3 separate regions of the Sus scrofa genome follow, and regions 1 and 2 are each linked to region 3. Evidence: chromatin contacts called from public Hi-C data. All regions are on one chromosome and are shown on one strand. The core of a region is the stretch at or near the end of the contact, and the rest is flanking DNA. Distances in the headings are between cores, read along the strand shown.

Region 1 (2,700 bases), core at 129-2,628, 680 kb before region 3:
CACGCCAAATTGAGAGCCGACGGAAACGGAGAGTCTCTTTTCCTCCTCTTCCTACTCTCCCCACCACCCCCTTTCGAATGGCCTGTCGGGAAATGTAGTCTGGTGCCTTCACTCGCTATTAGGGAGGGTAATTTATGTCACCAGTGGGGATCAATGCGAGTGAGGGAGAAAGACGTCCTGGCGATCCAGGAATATATAATATCCGCCTCCCCGTATGGTGAGGACTTCATCTTTCAGGGGAAGCTCTTAAAGGAAAGCAACAGTAATAAGTATTGTCGCGACCAGAGAGGCGTGGTTCTTTTCCAAAGTACCGTCACGCTGTTGTCCCCTGGAAAGCTTCCGCGCCTCACACCCGATGCTTGTTCCCTCAAACCTCAGAGAATCGGCATCTTCCAAGTCGTGAGAGCTCCAGGGAAAGGGCTCTGGAGTCGTACAAAATCCCCGCCCCTCCTTGGGAAGTCACCAAACCTCTATTTTTCTCATCTGAAAAGTGGGGATAATGATACCTACCTCAAAGTGGAGTTAGAAGTGTTAAGACAATGTTCACGAAAAGGCCGGGCTCAGGGCCTGGTACGGGGCATGTGTTGGCAATTCCCTTTTCGAGGTCCCTTCCAGCCCAGCTGTTCTGGGATCCCAGGAATTCATCATACCCGAAGGAGTTAGCGCCTGTGAGAAGACAACTGTGGCAGGCTGTCTACCCCATCTTGAGCCGCACCCCCTCCTCCCAGGCCCCTCCTCATCTGGGTCCTCCTGTGTCCACTACCGAGTACTGCTCCCAGGGGGCGCCCATTCTCCATTTGACTGAGGTCCTGCGAACTGTCCAGATTCCCCAACCTGAAGTTGTGGGCGCTCAAATTGCCCAGGCCCATCTCCAGCCAGTCTTGGAGCCCCTGCCCACCTTTCGCCCCTACCCGCGCCCAGAACACCTCAGCCACCCAAGCAGGTGGGACCGCTTCCTACCTCTGTGCTTTCTTACCTGCCTTCTTAATCTTCCTCCTCTGCCTGGAAAATTACTCACTTTGACCCCAAGGCAGACAGACTGCGGTGCTCTGCCCTCTCTTCTGTGTCGGAAAGTAGAGGGTTAGAGGGCCTGGCGGAAGACTTGGTGGGTGTGGTTTTACTGTCAAGGAAGTTAACGCTGACCAGTGTGACTTGAAGTCCTAAATTTGCTGGGACCTGCCTCAGGCTGAACTGAGGCTCCCTCTAGCTCACACTTTATCAGTTAGGAAATCTTGGCTCCCAGGAGATTGTCTCCTTTACATCCTCACTGCTTTCTTTTTGGCTTGCATGATTGCCTCAGGGATCTCTCTGGGGCTGTTCCCTCTGCCTGTTAGGCCCTTCCCCTCCACCTGGCCCGCTGCTGCACCCCATTAGCTATTCATCCTTCTGGTCTCTGTTTAAATACAACAGTCTCAGTAAAACCTTCTTGAGCATAATTCCCATCTGAGATTCATTTGACTCTTCGCCTAGATTATAAACTTTATGAAGAGTCCATCTCAGAGTTCCCATGGTGGCTCAGAGATAACACACTGTACTAGTATCCACGAGGACGCAGGTTCAATCCTTAGCCTCACTCGGTGGGTTAAGGATCCTATGTTGCCATGAGCTGTGGTATAGGTCGCAGCCGCGGCTAGGGTCCCAAGTTGCTGTGGCTGTAGTGTAGGTCAGCAGCTGTAGCTCCGATTTGACCCCTAGCCTGGGAACTTCCATATGCCACGGGTGTGGCTGTAAAAAGAAAAAAAAAAAAAATCCATCTCATACATTACATGCTTTTAGCACATCATTTGATCCTCATAAGACCCCTATGAGCGAGAATCCCATGTCATAGATGAGGAAACTGGGAATGGATGAGTTGTACATAGAGAGAGCTAAGATTCAAAATCCAAGATTTCATAGCCCATCCTCAGAACAACTGCAGCATCCACAAACTGATCAAATCCAGCCCATGCTTGTGTTAAGTTTGGCATAGCAACAACACATTTCAGCTTTCACTTGGAATCTTGAAATCTAGCAACAGTGAGTCTGCCTTCCTTGAGCAAGAAATAGCTGAAGCTGAACAGTGGCTGCCTCTTATGGATAAGACATGTACTCACCAGATCAACACAACTCCCATCCAGCTTGCTTCAGTCCGAACATAAGCACTATTGGCCCCACTTATTAGCTAAGACGTGAAAAGAAGCCTGTTGAGGAGCTCCCATAGTGGCGCAGTGGAAACGAATCCCACTAGGAACCATGAGGCTGTGGATTCAATCCCTGGCCTTGCTCAGTGGGTTAAGGATCTGGCATTGCTGTGAGCTGTGGTGTAGGTCGCTGGCGTGGCTTGGATCTGCTGTGGCTGTGGCTGTAGCTGTGACGTAGGCCAGCAGCTGTAGTTCTGATTAGACCCCTAGCCTGGGAACCTCCATGTGCCAAGGGTTCGGCCCTAAAAAGCAAAAAAAAAAAAAAAAAGAAGAAGAAGAAGACTCTTGAAAGTCAAGACCATTTCTTACACTGTTTAGAGCTCCTCAGTGCCAGGTGCTGTGCCTGTGCCCACAACCGGGTGGGTGGGGAGATGGCAGAGTGAAACTGCATACAGAGATGGGGGAAAATGTTTACTTTTCACTTATAACCTGCTCTCCAGGTTCACATTTTTGCCATAAGCAGATATTTATGTATACTTAAAACAGGGGTTGAAAATACTATAATCCAGCTATGTTGACA
Region 2 (2,700 bases), core at 28-2,527, 570 kb before region 3:
CCTACCCCTCAGCTCCGATGTTCCTGGCTCTGTGAGAGGGGTCTCATCACGCGTTGGCCCTTCCTGGGTCCCAGGCGCCTCTGGCCCTGAAGACAGCTCCCCCTGGCTCTCATGGTGTCGGAGAAGGGCTTCCACAGTTTCATCCAGCTGAAAGGAGAAAGCACCAAAAATGTTAGGAATCCCTCAGGTGCTTCCTAGCATGATACTCCCTTTCTAACAGAGAAGTCTGAGAACTGGCAGCTGGATCAAAGCCCAGTCTTGTAAAGGAGAGGGGCATTCACCTGGGCCCAGTAGCGATTGACAATGAGGAGTGTGGCATCATCTGTAGCCTGCCTCTTCTCCAGTTTCTCAATTCGTTCTCGGAGTTCATCTTCACAAGCCTGTCTCTGTTCCAATCGCTCTGCTAGTTTCTTGTTCTTGAACTGCAGAACCTTCAGGTCCATCTCCTCCTACCAAGGAAACAGAGGGGCCGAGGAGAGAGAGGGTCAAGAAGGGCCCAAGAAACCAATCAGAGAAAGAGACAAAGGAAAGCAGATAGAACGGATGTGAGAGGGGAGCAGACTGCTAACAGGACATACAAAGCTCAGACACCCACGGAGGAAGCGTCTTGTTTGTAAGGAGCGTCACGTTCTGCTCCTGCCTCTTTCTACCTGAAGTCTGACATGTCTGTCACACGCTCTCTGGGAACCTGTTTGCCTATCTGCGAGGGGAAGGCAGACGTCATGTCCTAGGTTTCCTTCAACAGAATGCTCTGTAAAGTGGATCTGGTTAAACTTGGGGAACTGGGAAAACGGTTCTGGGAAGTTGGGCGGGCTGGGGCAGGAGCCCACGAACCGTGGAAGAGATGCCCCCAAGACGAATGGGCTCTATAAGCGTTGTTGTTGTCTTCTCCTCGCGGTTCAGCTTCTTCTCTGGGGGCCCCGAGCCCCCATCGCCGGCGGCGCGTTTGTTGCCGGGCCCAGACATGGCCGCGGCGGCGAGGAGCGGCCCCCGGTCTCTCGAGGACGTCAGGCAGGCGGACTCGGCACTTCCGTCACCTGCAGAAGACAGAGAGTAGAGCTGGGGAAGGGGACGGAGGTCCGCAGCCACGAGCCTACCCCCGCACACAGCTGCCGGACCCCGCCCCGCCGGCCCCGGGCCCCTCACCAGCAGCAGGATCAGCCTAGCGCCGCCATCTTGGACTTCACCGGACGTCACTGGGCACCCCCGCCCCCCAGCACAGAGCGCAGGCGCCAGAGGCAGCGCCGGATGTGGCGAAATCTTCTCCAGTTCCTGTTTCTATTGGTTGTGCTTTGTTCCTCCTCTTGCGTCCGTTTGGTTTCTTTCTGAACACCTCCTCTTTCTCTCAGTGATTGGCCGGTAGGCAGTTGCCATGGTAACTGACAACACACTTCCACTCCGCAGTCCTAATAACGCCGCCTGCCTCAGATTAACAACTTCGAAGAGAGGGCACCGGGGCGGGGTTTGCATCTTATTATGCATGCGCATTCTCTTCTCACAGTTTGGCGAGCACGGTACACTTTCTCCCTTCCTACTGGATCCTCCTTAGCAACCGTCACCGTTGAGACGGAGGGACGCCCCCAGCCGATTGGCTGTACCCGGCCTCTCTGCAGCGTAGATTGGCTGAAGCGTCGATAAGGGCCAGGCCTTGGCAGTCGCCGCCCGAGATCGGCTGTCCCAGAACCGAGGCAGGATAAAGACGGTGGGGACCCGCGACACAGAGGAGCGACCAGATGATCCGCCGGAAATCCAGCCAATTCCGGCGACTGAAAAGGCGGTCGGAGCTGGACCAGCACTCCGAACTGCGGCGAGAACATGAGAAAGACCATGAGAAGGACCTCAGCTCGTTGGATGAATCGGCCAAGAGGATGGGAACAGGAGTGCGGACCGAGTCAGGGACCGTGGCCTCAGTGGATGCGAATGAAGATCCTGCAGCCAACTTGTTCCCGGTGAGGACAGGTCAGAGTGGTCTGCTCATGAATGTTTATAAAAGGGCTCCCAGGCAGGGGGCCGTTTGTTTCCCGGGCTGCCTTGGTGAAGAGGCAGGCTTGAACTGCTTGTCAATACGCTCATGAATAGTACTTAGGGATCGCCGAAGCCCAGCCCGCCGGTATTGCTAGTACACAGTTTTTAAGATGAGAAGGCAAGGTATCGCGTTGTTAGACCACCAGAGATTCACCAAGGGCAAAGAACCACGGGCCAGGACTAACAACGCAGCTCTGCCTTTCCCAATCCGCTTTCTCTCCCGCAGCCGCCGCTACCCCAGCCCCGGATCTGCATATGGTGAGTGTGAAGAGCTTTGAGGGAAAGTTACCCTTCACACTTGTATTATTCCTTTAGCGCTTCCTTACGAGCCTGTCAAACAGGACGGAATTCCCATTTTACAGACAAGGAGACTGAGGCCCAGAGATACAATTACCCAAGATGACTATAAGCCAGGTCTCCCGCTGCCTCAGTGACTTTGTTATAAAGTTACACAGCGAGTTAGTGGAAGAGCCAAACCTCTTAACTCAGGTCTCTTGCTTCCCAGTCCTACGCTCTAGCCATCATAGCCTTGTCCTAAGACTAATGCATAATGGCCAACACCTTTTCCCCTCTTTTCCTATGATAGGAAGTACCTCGACATCCATTCCATGCAGAGGCTGGAGAAGACAACCAACGTGGAGGAGATGAGGGAGTATGGCGGGGAGTAGGGACAGG
Region 3 (2,700 bases), core at 2-2,501:
AGCGGGACTGACTTCTGCCGTCTCATTCTTTGCTGGGGGGCTGAAGCAGTCTGGGCTGGAGGCTGCAGAGCTGGGCTCTGGAATGTGGAGAGAAGAGAAGGTTGGGAGAGGTTTCTCCTGTCACTTTCTTCCTCCACTTGGGATAAACTGCCTCTAATCCTGCTCTGACAGACGGAAGGGCAGTAGGAGACAGCGCTCAGTCTACCCTTTTCCTAGTGCCTGACGCACCCATCCAGCGCCCTCATCTAAGGCCTTGGGGCATAGCTCACGCGCAACAAGTAAATACGTTTTGAATGGACCACCTATGTAGAAAGCACTAACCTGACTCTGAATTGAAACGGAACCTTTTCCTCTCTCGGTCATGGCAGAGGGTGGGAGACCTCTTCGCCTTCTTGGCAAGGTCGAGCCTCTCTTCCTTGGCACCCGTTTCATCCACCTGTGTGGAGCATCAAGAGGGCAAAACATGAACCAAGGTTGTTTTCGGCCCCGCCCCCCTCAGGCTCCTCCGCCGCCGCCTCCACAACCCCCGCCTCTGGTGACCCCGGCTGGCGCCCTCACCTGCATCTTCAGCAGCTCCTCCTCCACTAGCCTCTTCAGCGCCTGCTTCTCCTCAGGTTCCAGGTGGTCGCGGCCGGCGTGAGCCAAGAACCTCTGCCGCACGATGGAGTGCGTAAGCGTGCTGCAGAAACACGTGTCAGGACAGAGTCCCCGTCCCGCCCCTGCCCTTTCCAACCCCAACGCCAACCTCCGGTGCACCTGAGGTCCGGGCGGCCTCGGAAGAAGCTACGGGTGAACTCCTGCATCTCATTCTCCCGCGCCATTTTGCTCCACCCAGAATACTGGTGGCTCCCGCCTTTTTTCTTCCCGGCCTCCGTCCACGCGTTTGACAGGAGCTTGCGCACGCGCAGAGTCGTAGAGCCGTGAGGCTAGCGACCGTTGAAGGTCCGTTGCGGGCCGCTTAGACCGAGAACTTTACCAGACAAAACTTGCTCTCCCCGGGCAGTGTGTGTGTTTGGGGGGGGGGTGTCTCGCAGCTCCTTCCTCTTTTTTTTTTTTTTTTTTTTAAGAACGAAGCGCTTCGAAAGTTTTCCTTAGAAACCGATTCGCAGCCCGCAACCTTTGGGTAACGCAATCAACCTGCGACGCTGCCTCCGTTCGTGATCACGGGCAGCAGTTAGGCCTCTGTGATTTTCGAAAGACAGAAAGAAAAGGGCGTCCCCACCTAGAGACTAGGAATTCCAGGGAGAAATTCGTCTTGTGGCTTCAAATCGCTAAGCACATTCCAAGTCAGTAAGGAAGCCCTTCGGCAGCCGACATCTCTGTGACGTCTTCACGTCGCGGCGGCGCCATCTTCCGCGTATCCCCTGGAAACAACGCTCCTTTCACGGTGGTCCCTCGGAGCCACCCCCTGTGGTCAAGATCTCTGGGCGCGGTGGACTCTGGGAGTTGTAGTCCCAGCGAACACAGCCTAGCCGAGTCTCCGGAAGTGGAAGCGGAAGAGGCCGGGCCGAGGCGGCTTTCGGGTAGCGGGACCCCGGACTAGGTTTGGGGCGCCACTCCCGGACCCAGTCATGAACGGGCCGGCGGATGGCGAAGTGGACTACAAGAAGAAATACCGGAACCTGAAGCGGAAGCTCAAATTCCTCATCTACGTGAGTGCTGGGTGGAGTGGGAAGGTGGAGGGGGGTGAGGCCTGGCGCTGGTAGGACGTCCGTTTAGTTCTGTGTAAAGGGAGCAGGGTACTCTGTGGCCGGCTTCCGAGCCCCATTTACGGATGGCAGGTGGCTCAGCATCCACCTTGCCCTTGATACAGGAACACGAGTGCTTCCAGGAGGAACTGAGGAAGGCACAGAGAAAATTGTTGAAGGTGTCCCGGGACAAGAGGTGAGACAGGCTCCGAGGGGAGGAGGGAGACCAGAGTAGATCTACATTCGGCCCCCACCCTGGAATGGGCCACAAATGCATGATGCCTGCCTGGGGACTGTTGTGAGGACGGGGCCAGTTCGAAGGGACGGGGGCTCAAGAGAACGTTGCAGAGATGGGAATAAACACTCATTGTTCCCCCCGCCTCTTTCCTCAGTTTCCTCCTAGACCGACTTCTGCAGTACGAGAACGTGGATGAAGACTCTTCTGGTGAGCAGGGTCATGGAAAATTGGTGGAGGACATGCTCCTGGCGCTCCAGCCAGCTCACTGGGCCCTCCTTTTAGACTGGAGGCCAGTACACCTCTGGTGGTTCCTAAGCCTGGTTGCTTGCCCTCCACCTCCCCTGTTTGTTAACTCAAGTATTACTGGATATCTACTTCGTTTCAGGCACTGTGCTCTGCACAGGGAATGCAGTGGTGACTGAGATGCACAAAGCTTCTGGGAATTTGTATTGTAATTAGGTGTAATAAGAGAGCAAAGAAATAAACTAGAGTTTTAGATTCGAAAGGCATAAAATCAGGGTGATATGGTAGTGATTGGAATAAAGCAGGGGTTGATAAACGTTCTCTGTAAAGAGCTAAGTAGGCATTCCTGCTGTGGCACAGTGGGTTAAAGATCCGGCCGCGTCACTGCAGCAGTTAAAGCAGTGGTGTAGGTCGAAGGTGCAGCTTGGATTTGATCCCTGGCCTGAGATCCTCAGGTGTGGCCTCCATATGCTTCAGGTGCGGCGAAAAAGGGGAAAGAGAGCGGGAAAAGAGCCAAGTAGACTTTGCAGA

The links. A called contact is a pair of places that touch in the nucleus more often than the background predicts.
Region 1: a contact with region 3 is called in a Hi-C map of liver, with 9 times the contacts expected there. The contact joins the promoter of FBXL19 here to the promoter of HIRIP3 in region 3. A contact is called at or near these places in 1 of 5 promoter capture datasets (liver) and 1 of 47 Hi-C or Micro-C datasets (liver).
Region 2: a Hi-C map of liver shows a contact between it and region 3, with 5 times the contacts expected there. The contact joins the promoter of RNF40 here to the promoter of HIRIP3 in region 3. A contact is called at or near these places in 2 of 47 Hi-C or Micro-C datasets (heart right ventricle and liver).

The regions. Positions count from the first base shown.
Region 1 is chr3:17,520,381-17,523,080 of Sscrofa11.1, forward strand. FBXL19 (F-box/LRR-repeat protein 19) reads right to left here and starts at 1,379. Exons shown (of 12, transcript XM_013987711.2): 1 at 977-1,379; 2 at 511-666.
Region 2 is chr3:17,634,713-17,637,412 of Sscrofa11.1, forward strand. RNF40 (E3 ubiquitin-protein ligase BRE1B) reads right to left here and starts at 1,278. Exons shown (of 20, transcript XM_021086412.1): 1 at 1,147-1,278; 2 at 835-1,037; 3 at 282-449; 4 at 6-147. The coding sequence starts at 966. CCDC189 (coiled-coil domain-containing protein 189) reads left to right here and starts at 1,442. Exons shown (of 8, transcript XM_013992414.2): 1 at 1,442-1,949; 2 at 2,252-2,283; 3 at 2,612-2,677. The coding sequence starts at 1,734.
Region 3 is chr3:18,200,656-18,203,355 of Sscrofa11.1, forward strand. It overlaps HIRIP3 (HIRA-interacting protein 3), which reads right to left and starts at 1,252. Exons shown (of 8, transcript XM_021087988.1): 1 at 757-1,252; 2 at 559-679; 3 at 322-436; 4 at 1-77. The coding sequence starts at 821. INO80E (INO80 complex subunit E) reads left to right here and starts at 1,437. Exons shown (of 6, transcript XM_021088007.1): 1 at 1,437-1,652; 2 at 1,814-1,884; 3 at 2,081-2,133. The coding sequence starts at 1,572.